3 separate regions of the Hordeum vulgare genome follow, and regions 1 and 3 are each linked to region 2. Evidence: chromatin contacts called from public Hi-C data. All regions are on one chromosome and are shown on one strand. Each heading gives the region's core, a stretch centred on a gene start, on an enhancer-like site or on the middle of the called end of the contact. The rest is flanking DNA. Distances are from core to core; before and after follow the strand shown.

Region 1 (3,663 bases), core at 349-2,848, 570 kb after region 2:
TAACACATCCAACAAACGCTATGACCATACAATAATCCAGGCATTTCCACACACAAACTGGGTGACTTCCCATGCCTTCTTATAATAATTAGTCAAAGAAACACAGTGAAGTTAAGTAAGGAACTCATCTCCACGCGGAGGAGGAAAGTAAGGAACTCACCGCAGTCGAAGGGGACGAAGCGGATGTCCACGCCCACGAGAGGGTGCAAACGCATCAGGGACACCAGGCTGCAGGCGCTTGCAGGTCTAGGAGTCCAATGTTGCAGCTCTAGGAGTCCGACGCTGCAGGTACTTGCGCGATGAAAAAAAAAACCATCCCTCGCCGTAGAATATAGCTGGCACCCGACGACTGATTAGACACGACGCAAACAAAAATCCTTGGCTCCGCCGGGAAAAATGACATCGACCTGGAAGCTAAAGCTGACGCCCATGCTGGACAAGGCCTAAATTGATTTAGCTCCCATGTCAGAGCAATGGCTTCATCATTCCATCACTGAAAATAAATATGGTGATCATCTATCAAAGAGGAAAGGTGAAACTACATATCGTGAGAGAAGAGAAAAAGCTAAACTTCTCGTAAATAATTAACACCCTATATTACGTCAAGACAGAGCTAGTAGTGCCTCGATTCTTTGTTCAGTTTCCATCTTGATTCTTGATATCTAGCTAATACTCTGATTATCAAATTTGATATTTTTGTTTCCTTGATTTGTTGGTGCCCTCCCGGATTCCTCACAATGTCCATCTCAGTGATCTTTGACTGCCGAGATGTGACATAGGATGCCGATATACAACGAACGATTTGCAGTTGCCTTTTGTCTCGACCTTTCCTGCAAAATAAAAACACCCATGCAAGAAAACCAAATCAACCAGAAGCATGAGCGGGATGGATTTCATCATACTACCGCCAGGTTGAAGGAGATCGTGCCGTCACTGAGCTGTCGCCCCTCAGTCGATAAGGTTATGTCAGCGGAAGTGAAAGTCGCCGCTTCCCAGATGTATTGCGATGAGATCCACGTCGCCGTGACGCGCCGACGCGTCTCACCCTTGCCGCCGTGATCGACTGCTGCGCGGCCTCGCTGCCCTTGCCGATGACGCCGTTTCCAGGCTCTTCTAAAACCGCATGCGCAAGGCCGTCTTTGAGGAGATCGGATCGGGAGTGAGCGGACGGAGACGAGATCGGGAGAGAGGACAGAGACGAGATCAGGATCTAGGGATGGGTTCTTTTCGTGTTTAGCAGAACGTGGGTGCGCGATGGGTTGGTTTTCAGATTTTTTTTATCGTGCGACCCTGAGATTTTTTCTGTCGATGGTTGTCAATGTACTAAGGGTTTTTTATTGAACTAATCGGTTGGTTTATCGCTTGGTTTATGGATGGATTAAAAAAATCGGTGGAACAGTGAAAAGGCTAGCGGTAGGAGGACGCTGAAGGTGGGGGGACGAGCTAACGAGAGGTCGAACCATCCCTCTGGTTGAACCATCACGACGTTCGATCTCCCTTTAATAGTAAAGATTTAATAGTAGAGATTATGCCACCGGTAACCCTTCGAGAGCGTTCAACCTAACAGAAAAGAAACGCCTCGATCCCTGAAGAAAAACCGCTTCGAGAGCGTTCTTATTCCTCCCCCATGAGTCCATGACTAGTGTCTAGTAACTTCGGCCTCCCCTACTTCCGGTTCCACAAAGCAATACTACACCGAGTGCCGTTCCAATCGCCGCAACCGCGTCTGAGGCGAACACCGCGTGATCCAACCTTCCAGCCCTTTGCGTTCCCGGCGGCATCTCCACCCCAGTCCCAGATCATGTCGACGCAGTCCATGTCGCCCGCCTCCGCGTCCCCGCAGTTCCCGTACCCTGCTACCGCGGCGGCGGCGGCGACGGCTCCGTCGTACTTCCCCGTGCCCTTCCACCTTCAGACCTCGCAGTACCCCACCTGGCCGACGGTGGCCCCCGCGCAGCCTGCCCCGGCGTACAACGCCGTCTACCCCATGCCCCAAGTCCAGCAGGTAATAACTCCCCATTCGCGTAATCTGTTCCAGAGCTTCCCCTTGTAATTTGCTCCAGGGATGGATCCTTCCTGCAATTTGTTGGCGTAGTGTGCTGAGGTGGTCGGGGAGGATCTGGACGCCGCTGTGCGGCTTCCGAGGCTTGGGGGGCGCGCTCTGTTGTTTTAGGTTCGAAAACGCATCCAAAGCTGCACTAGTATTTCGCTATTTATTGTACTTCATTGCTAGCATCCCTTCATGTTTGATTAGGGTTTAGGGCATATGGGTGATCTGATGAGTAATGTCTATGGTGACAGAGCTCAGTTTGGTAGACTATCATCGGCTTCTCGTCATAAGACATCCACTCTTCTGCCATATATTGGTTCCACGGTGAGTGACCTGACCAAAGAATGGATGGATAAGCTGAATTATCCGTCTTAGTTTTGTCCTAGGAAGACCCAGGGGAATCGTAAATGCTCAAGTGCAAGCCAATTCATGTTGCGCTGTGTTTCTTAGCTCATCACCATGAGGTTTGATGCATCCAGATAGGTTATACCCCCCTTGTAACCTGCTGACCTGAGTTCAACCTCTGTGGTGGGAGCGCTGTGGTGTCTCACATTCTCTCTTAATATAATGCCGCGTGTGCCTCCCCTGCTGGTCTAATATTTTTTTATACTCCCTCTGTAACTTAATATAAGACGTTTTCTAAACACTGTCTTTTTGACACTACGACAGTGTAAAAAAAAGGTCTTATATTAAGTCACGGAAGGAGTATGGTTTATGCAAAGACAAGGGTGCTAACTGCTAAGTGATGAGTTTATATGATATTAACATTGGAGGCTTGTTTCGTAGATAGGTTATTGAAAATGCCCTTTATATTCTTAAACTGGTAGTAAGTACCGAATCTCCTAATGAGTACTAATAAGTAGCCAATTATGATATATTATTATACAGGCACAACAATTGTTCCAAAGAGATTTGCAGATAATCAGCCCTGAGGCTCTCGCCACTGTGAAGGCTGCTATTGCGGATAATGACAAAGACAAGAAAGTTGAAGCAAACAAAAAGGCAGTTCCTCGAAAGGCAGCTGGGCAATGCTGGGAGGATCCGACGTTAGCTGAGTGGCCTGAAAGTAAGCTCTCAGTCGTATTTTATAGGGAATTTTACCAAAGGTTGCACTTCTCTGATCTATATTTGAATGCAAAACATGGTAATGCAATATTTTTGTTACCTGTCTCTCTTAGCAATGAAGCTAACAAACAGCCAAAGCACCTTCCCTCTCCCAGACAAGATTAATGTTCTATGTGCCGCTCTTTCTTCTAAGATAAATTGTTGTTTCATTTTTTAAAGGCAGGTTAAAGAGTTGATGCTTTCACATTGGATCTAGGTGGGCTTGCTGATGATATAGTAAACATTTCGCAATTATCTCTATGCTTACATAAATTGTTCTATTGTGCGTTAAAGGCTAAATTGATCTTGTGGATACATTGCCATTTGCTATTTTTTATTTAGAAATTACATGGACAATTGTGGAAAATGTGATTAAATATTTTGAATTAACCTTTATACATATTTTGAAGAGTGCTTAAATTTGGTGCATGCACTTACCATGGAATAAACCTTTAAGCCTCTGTGATTATTTGTTATAGTTGTTTGAGAAGGCTAAAAAAACAAAGAAC
Region 2 (3,511 bases), core at 705-3,204:
TTTGTTGCACTACTGTGTGGCTAAGATCAGATACATAGGAGCACTTCTTCGGTTGACAGGTCATACTCAAAAATTAAACATTAATGCATCATATATAGTACATGTGCAACTATTTCACTAGTAAGAGTGTAGCATCATGATCAATGTTGCGCACCAGCCACCAATAGTACCATACTATTACTGGCCCCATCTGATGACAGAGAGATGCACACATTTGGAAGCAACTAAAAGGGTAGAACATATTCAAACAAAAGGGCGACTTTTCAAAGGAAATATTGGTAGCCAAATCTCCTGATCCACCCAATCATTGTACCCTGACCGCTTACAAGTGTTTTGCATGTACCATGCAGGTGGTGGGCTTTTAATTTCATCCACACATCCGCCTACTTAAATGGAAAGTTTGGGATAACCTTTTATCAGCAAGATAGCTAGATTAAATATAACTGCGGAACACCGGGATAGATGTCACTTGACATGATAGACAGAAAAAAATGCACAAAAAACATTAATACTAAAATAAATACACTTATTTTCAAGTATAACATGTTTAAGGCGCAAAAGTTCTTTGAAAACTCATCTGTTTACCAATGATGTTAATTATTATCTTACAATAAGTCATGTGTATTTTTTATATGTATAACCATACGTGAAGGTGATATTACGCTTAGTCAATGTAACTTTGAAGTAAATACAAACATTTTTCATTGAGATGTAAATTTCGAGAAGTGTCATGTATATAACCACATGAAGTTAATAATACATACAGTTTTTCTATGGTATGTATTCTAGTCCTTGCAGCAATTTTAATTCAACAGTTGACCCGTACGCGCATATAACTTGGTTTTGGTACCCTAGACATTTGAGTTATAAATAGAAATATCAGAAGAAATACATGGTTTATACTTTCAAATTTTGTATAAGAGAGAAATAATCAACCATCATTGTTTTCATATTTGTAAGAGTCATGAAACACAAAACGAGAGCAAGAGTTCATATTAAACAGATTTAGAAGTTTAGGACTAAGTATTAAATTTCTTGTAGTTCAAGACTCAAGTTAGACTGAACACAACAATCCAATGTTTAAGACAAACAGTTTTATTTTTCTGGTTTACTTTTGTGTTGAATCGTGATGTTACTCAGTTAGTATTATATGTACGCAATTGCTGCTGTACACGATATTTCAAGGTTGTTGTATCGAGAAAATGAGGTAGTTGTAGGATAATGCCGAGACAAATAGTAAAAATTGGAAAACAATCCATGTGGGACAAGGAAAGGCTCGTATGATAACAAAGTCGATATATTCTTTAACAGCAACAGCAAAGTAAAAGGGACTACAAAAAAATCTACACAATTATCTTCTGACTTATTTTCCCTCGACGAAAAGGAAGCATGTTTTCTTTTTCTTTTTTGCAAGTTGGCAGATTTTGTATCATCTATAAACTAGTTGGTCAGTACTACCTGCCACATGCGGCGGCACGACATGAATCATCTTTCTAAATGACGATGAATATGGATGCGGACACGAGTCCTAAAAAGATGAGAATTCCTTTGGTTAATAATCATGCACCGCGGTTTTATGCGGAAGCATTTCATACGTGCGTTAGGCTGGGGCGGAGTTTCATGTTTGTCGTCTCCTCACATGGACATGCAGCCGCGCGCGCGGCCATTCATGGTGTTCTGCGCGGTAGGCCCCTGGCCGTCTCCAATCGTACGGACATGACCGGGCCCCACCACTTTACGGGCCGTCCATTGGATGCTGGACGCCCTCAGATATGTTCCTGTGCGTGCGTGATGGAGCTGCGCCGAGCAGCTTGGACTCTTCCGCGGGACGATCTCAGCCGTCCGTGTCCCGGTCGACGGGTGAAGACGGCGCAAAGGACATCCCACCACTGCTGGGGAGCTATACAAATGGAAGAGGTGGTGGCGACTGGCGAGAGAGACCGGGACAGGGGGGGTTGGGGAGGTGCCCCTTGCTCGCTCGCTCGCTTTCTCCTCCTCCCCCACCATGGACATGGATGGAAAATAAAAGGATTTCACCTTTAGTCATGTCACCTCTCACCTCGCACTCAACAGTGTCTCCCTCTTCCCCCCCTCTTTCACCTAAAAGCCCTAACAGTGCTGCACCTCTGTATCTGTCCTACCGTCTCCCCCCTCTCTCTCTCTCTCTACGTCCCTGCTCCATCTCTCACTCACTTCACAGATCCCCCCCTTTTTTAGGCCAAACAATCCATCCACCGCACCCTGTACCCCACCTAAAAATAGCAGCGGCAGCATGCCAATGCAATCCCTTCAAGGCTATTCCAGCACATGAAGAAGGTTTCGTGTTCGAACAACAAGCTCTGGCCAGCTGCAGCAGGAGCAGCTTAGGTCAGATTAATGGACCTATGAGCATAGCAACGACCACTACTGCTGCTACTTGAGGACAGGAGGGGTAAGTGGCAAAGCAAGCTAATTTCTGCGTTAGCTTTTTTTTCTTCTCAGACTTACTTCTATATATCCACCTGTTCCACCCTCCCCTGCAGATTCTCGAGCCAGTTTCTTCACCTCCCGCCGACGCTCCCTCGAAAAAGGGATCAGCCGCGCCCCGCCGTGAGGAAAGGTATGTTGAGCATGTAACCACTCCGGTAAAAGAATCCGGCCGTCTCGCACATGTGTATGCACATATCTTGGGAGTATATCGGTTGGCATACATACATCCCTTTCACACACGCACACAGAGCCAAGGGAGGGAGGGAGGGAGCGGAGTGTGCACCACCAGCCTCAAATACGCACGCATTCATCAGCTACCTTCATCTTTCGTGTACTATAATGGCGGAGCTTGTTTCTCTTGGGCGTCAGGTTGATCCATGGACCTGTCGCCAAACCCCGAGAGCCCGAATGCCCCGGGCGGCGGTGGCGGCAGCGGCAGCGGAGCCGGTGGATCTAGCGGCGGTGGCGGGGCGTCCTCGTCGGCTGGGGGTGGAGGCACGCCGCAGACGCCCAGCCGGTACGAGGCGCAGAAGCGGCGGGACTGGAACACGTTCGGGCAGTACCTGCGGAACCACCGGCCGCCGCTGAGCCTTGCGCAGTGCAGCGGCGCGCACGTGCTGGAGTTTCTGCGGTACCTGGACCAGTTCGGCAAGACCAAGGTCCACACTGCGTCGTGCCCCTTCTTCGGCCACCCGAACCCGCCGGCGCCCTGCCCCTGCCCACTGCGTCAGGCGTGGGGGAGCCTCGACGCGCTCGTGGGACGCCTTCGCGCCGCTTTCGAGGAGCACGGCGGCCGCCCCGAGTCAAACCCCTTCGCCGCCCGCGCGGTCCGCCTATTCCTCCGCGAGGTCCGCGAGCACCAGGCTCGCGCGCGCGGCGTCAGCTACGAGAAGAAGAAGCGCAAGAAGCCGACGCCTGATGACGCCAGCGGTAGCGGCAGCCACCAGCCTCTACCCCCGCCGCCGCCGCCCCCCGCCGGTGCGGCCTGCTGAGGAGGAGAGGGGACATGTACTGCGCACGTGCCCATTTGGTATGCCGGACC
Region 3 (4,092 bases), core at 1,323-3,822, 680 kb after region 2:
AATTAAAAGTGTATGACAGATCATGTTAAGCCAAAGTTATTGTCTGACTATGTCTGTTTGCTAATCCGAGTTCCGCCTAGGCTTACCCTGAACTATCGTGACAGATCTAGATAACCTCCATCAGTACCATTTCAACAGACTAGTCAATTGGCTTCACAATATGCCTAGTCATGCTTCTTCATGACATGTGCATTAGAGATTTTCAGGAGGCTGTTAAGTTGGTTTGATAAGAATGAGCTTCATTGTGTTTCAGTTTTTTAAGGGAATCTGTAATAATGTTGGAAACGGATGTTGGAGGCCTGGATGAACAGGCACCAACCCCCATATAATAGTATTAAAGAAGATAAAGAGAACTCCATCAGTGACTAAATTTTGTTTGTTCAATGGCGGGCAACTTAATGTAGGAAAGAGTCAAAGAATAGCCAATGTTTTATGCATCCACAGTGCCTTCAGTTGGAACATGGCCAGTAACTTAAAATACAAAGAGTAGCCAAGGTTTATTCATCTATGGTGCCTTCAATTGGATAACACTAGTTGTCCCTTTACTTTATGCATCTACGATAATGAAATATTTCTTCAGACACTAAATGCAAACTAGATAATCCATCCTCTGATAACAAGTGCTTCAGCAATAGCTACTGAATAGCACTATAATTGCTTAGTTCATGATGACACCATGTATGTGCCGATTATGTGACTCAACATGTGGAATATTATACCGTAAAACTGGAGCTGGCGAGCCAGCCATGCCATTTCTTCAGAGTTTTTGTGTATGAATCAGTACATGCTTGACTCATAGTCCAGTCTGGATGGTCAAGCAGATTACGGAACAGTTCAACAAGGAAGTCCATGGCCCTGAAGGCAAAAGCTATGAGTAAACACAAGTACACCAATGGGATGTCAATTAAGCTGCAGTAGAAGAGGCAAATTACGCAAGAGAAATTGAAGAACCTCGTGAGCCATAGAAGTCCATTGGTGCAGCTTGATGAACCTTTTGCGGTCTTCTTTTCAACTTCTTCTTGGACCATGGTGTACAAGTGCTCATATTTTGCTGGGTCTGAAGAGTACTTGTTCTCCAACCTCTGACAGGAGAGAATGAGGACAGTCATCAGGAAAAGAAATAGCAATCTGAGGCAGATATGCTTTATTACATAAACATGACAACATCAATACTTACTAACATGAAATGTAAATTCTTATTCATAGGTTTTTGAAGATAGGATCCTTACCGTGATATTTCCTCCAATATCACTCTTCACAATTGCCATAGCAGCACCAAATTTATCTGGTGTTCAAAAGCAGAGAAGAACAAATGGAAAATAAGACACACTGAAGGAATTTCTTGTTTCAGAAATACCACTAAGACTCAACCAAAACAAAAGGTTAGCCACACTTGCCAGGCTAGAAGATATTTGATGTAGGCCTGTGCAGTTTGGGCCAACACAAAAGTTTTCAATTAGGGACTTGCTTCGACTTACAAAAGCACAGCACAGACTGGTACAAGAAAACTTTAAGATTTACCAGCACACAACAAAAACTTTGAGAATACAAAAGACGGCTTTACTGGACCACAACAAACCTAACTTGTTCTCTCACAGGTCACAAATAAATTCTGCTCAAGTAACAGATGTATCAAATAGTATTTGGAGGACTATCAAACAATTTGGAGCAACCCAGCACAAACAAAACACGACTTTTGCAAAAAAGGTTGAAATAGTTTGAAAGCTAAATTAGCAAAAAGGTTGACACTAGTTTGAAAGCCCTATTTGTTACGTACTACTTAGTTAGAACTACAAAATCTCAAGGGCAGCAAAAAAAATTGTCCACTGACGATGGTAGTGCCGAGCAACTTGTTTCGGCAATGTTATATGTGTATTAATTTTAGTACTCCAACCTACTACTGAACTAAACACGGCAAGTAATCAGAAATTCAGTAAAGCACCTCACCTACTGAGCCCAGCCTCGTGCTGTTTACTACTCCAAGAACGCATGACAAAGAGGTGGATTGATCATGGGAAATAGGAGCAGAGGGAGTTACCCAAGACAGGTAAGATTTGCTTGCAGACATCAAGGAAGGGCTTGGACAGCATGACCCCGCTGTCCGACCTGACATGGTTCATCCCTTCCAAACACGGGCTGAATACCGTCTCTGCCATCTCCCCCTACCTGCAAGAACCAACAAAATGCATCAACCCACCACGCTCAGAACCGCTGATCCGGCAATAATCTTACAACTACTAGGATGGGATCAAAACCGCATGGGCTGCCATCCCAAGTCAACAAATGCAAAGAGAAGAAACCGTCGCTGATCTAACCTTACGGGAAAGAAAGAAACAGATCCGAAACTCACAGCGCAGCTAGTAAACTCACCGCTCCACGATCTCGCAAACTGCGGTGCTTTTGGCCTTCTCTCGTGCGAACTTGGGCGAGGGAACTGCAGGAGAGAGGCCCTGCCGGTCGGCGGAGGGAGGAATCTAGCAGGGGAGGAAGTGCGATGTGGGGGAGGAAGAAGATGCCGAGTGGAGGCCACGACCCCGCACTGATCTCTTTTTACTACCGCGGAATCTCTGTGACCCGGCCGCGTGTGCGAGGCGACTGCTGCTTCGTGTGCGAGGCCTAATTTGGGCTCTTTGCACATACGCCCAATAAAGTAGTTTTTTTAGGCAAGCCCAATAATAAAAGTAGTGAGTGAGTTAGAGACGACGACTCTACCAGGGCCCATTATTCATTCCAAGGCCCAGAAACCCGGGAAACCCCCCACAAACCCCTCTGACCTGCATCGGACGGCCAGCAGAGCTCGCGTCACGATCCACGGGCTCACCGGGGCTTGCACGCTGCCTTTATAATTGGCTCTCGCCGCCGAACCCTAGCTCCTCTTGCCTTTCTGCCCGCCCACCCGCCTATCGTCGCCGTCTCGCTCCTCGCCGCCGCAAAGATGGTACGTGGGTCGGCCGCCTTTGATCTGTGCGGCTCCAGTAAGGTTTTTCGGCGACGCGTGTTTTGATGGTGCTCGGTGCTTGTGCTTTGCGTGCAGCCGTTCAAGAGGTTCGTCGAGATCGGGCGGGTGGCCCTGGTGAACTACGGCAAGGACTACGGCCGCCTCGTCGTCATCGTCGACGTCGTCGACCAGAACCGGGTGAGTGCCTGATTACGCTGGTTGCAGCTTCGACGTGCTGTGGTGGGGTAGTAGATCTAGAGTTCTATATAGCATGCTCTGTTTGGTGGTAGGAAATCTTTTGGTATGGTTTGTTCTGCGGTAGAAATGTAGGGATCTATTTGGTTTTATTAGTGTAGCTTCTAATGAACACCAAATGGATTGGCACATCCTAGAAATTGTTCTGTTAGTTTATTATTAGCTGTAACCTCTGCGCTTTTGTGCAAATGGTCGGTCGCAGTTCCATTACCGAGGTGATGTATAGAGCAATACCTGGGGTTAGCTGACAATGCTGTTTACCGTGATAGTTGTTGTATCTTGCATAGCTTTCAATATCAATCGTCTTATTTCTGTTTACCTATAAAAATATACTTCATATGCTTGTTAATAGTTATCATATGATCTTGCATCAAGTCTGTAGCAGTCTGCTCTTCTCTGTGTTTTCTAATTCTGGTTAGTTATGTTGTGGTCCTATGAATACTGAGTCTCATTACTTTGTTACATTCCTTGAATCAGGCACTCGTCGACGCTCCTGATATGATCAGGTGCCAGATGAACTTCAAGCGTCTTTCACTGACTGACATCAAGATTGACATCAAGCGTATCCCCAAAAAGGCAACTTTGATCAAGGCCATGGAGGAAGCTGGTAATTACCAATCTTGTGATACTCGCATCTGCAATGTTACGATATTTCTTCAGTTGATGCTTATTTGAATTCATGGTGCCATTTTGTAGATGTGAAAACCAAATGGGAGAACAGCTCCTGGGGCAAGAAGCTTATTGTTCAGAAGAGAAGAGCATCGCTGAATGACTTTGACAGGTTCAAGGTCATGTTGGCTAAGATTAAGGTGAGGAAATCCTACCATATGGTTTTTTAGTGAAGTGCATGCCTTTTTCACCTGCTTACTTACACCGTCATTGTGCATATGAACAGAGGG

What was found. A called contact is a pair of places that touch in the nucleus more often than the background predicts.
Region 1: a contact with region 2 is called in a Hi-C map of seedling, with 4 times the contacts expected there. The contact joins the promoter of LOC123402198 here to the promoter of LOC123402509 in region 2. A contact is called at or near these places in 1 of 6 Hi-C or Micro-C datasets (seedling) and 1 of 1 datasets of contacts at active chromatin or transcription factors (embryo).
Region 3: a contact with region 2 is called in a Hi-C map of seedling, with 4 times the contacts expected there. The contact joins the promoter of LOC123402005 here to the promoter of LOC123402509 in region 2. A contact is called at or near these places in 2 of 6 Hi-C or Micro-C datasets (leaf and seedling).

What each region holds. Positions count from the first base shown.
Region 1 is chr6H:375,832,583-375,836,245 of MorexV3_pseudomolecules_assembly, forward strand. LOC123402198 reads left to right here and starts at 1,599. Exons shown (of 9, transcript XM_045096078.1): 1 at 1,599-2,005; 2 at 2,064-2,173; 3 at 2,302-2,374; 4 at 2,939-3,116. The coding sequence starts at 1,802.
Region 2 is chr6H:375,260,360-375,263,870 of MorexV3_pseudomolecules_assembly, forward strand. It overlaps LOC123402509 (protein G1-like3), which reads left to right and starts at 1,955. Exons shown (of 3, transcript XM_045096431.1): 1 at 1,955-2,431; 2 at 2,523-2,599; 3 at 2,839-3,511. The coding sequence starts at 2,847. The coding sequence ends at 3,461.
Region 3 is chr6H:375,936,503-375,940,594 of MorexV3_pseudomolecules_assembly, forward strand. LOC123402005 (glycolipid transfer protein 1) reads right to left here and starts at 2,573. Exons shown (of 7, transcript XM_045095856.1): 1 at 2,371-2,573; 2 at 2,039-2,166; 3 at 1,230-1,285; 4 at 952-1,082; 5 at 720-855. The coding sequence starts at 2,156. It overlaps LOC123402305 (60S ribosomal protein L14-1-like), which reads left to right and starts at 2,835. Exons shown (of 5, transcript XM_045096205.1): 1 at 2,835-2,938; 2 at 3,035-3,136; 3 at 3,671-3,800; 4 at 3,890-4,002; 5 at 4,089-4,092. The coding sequence starts at 2,936.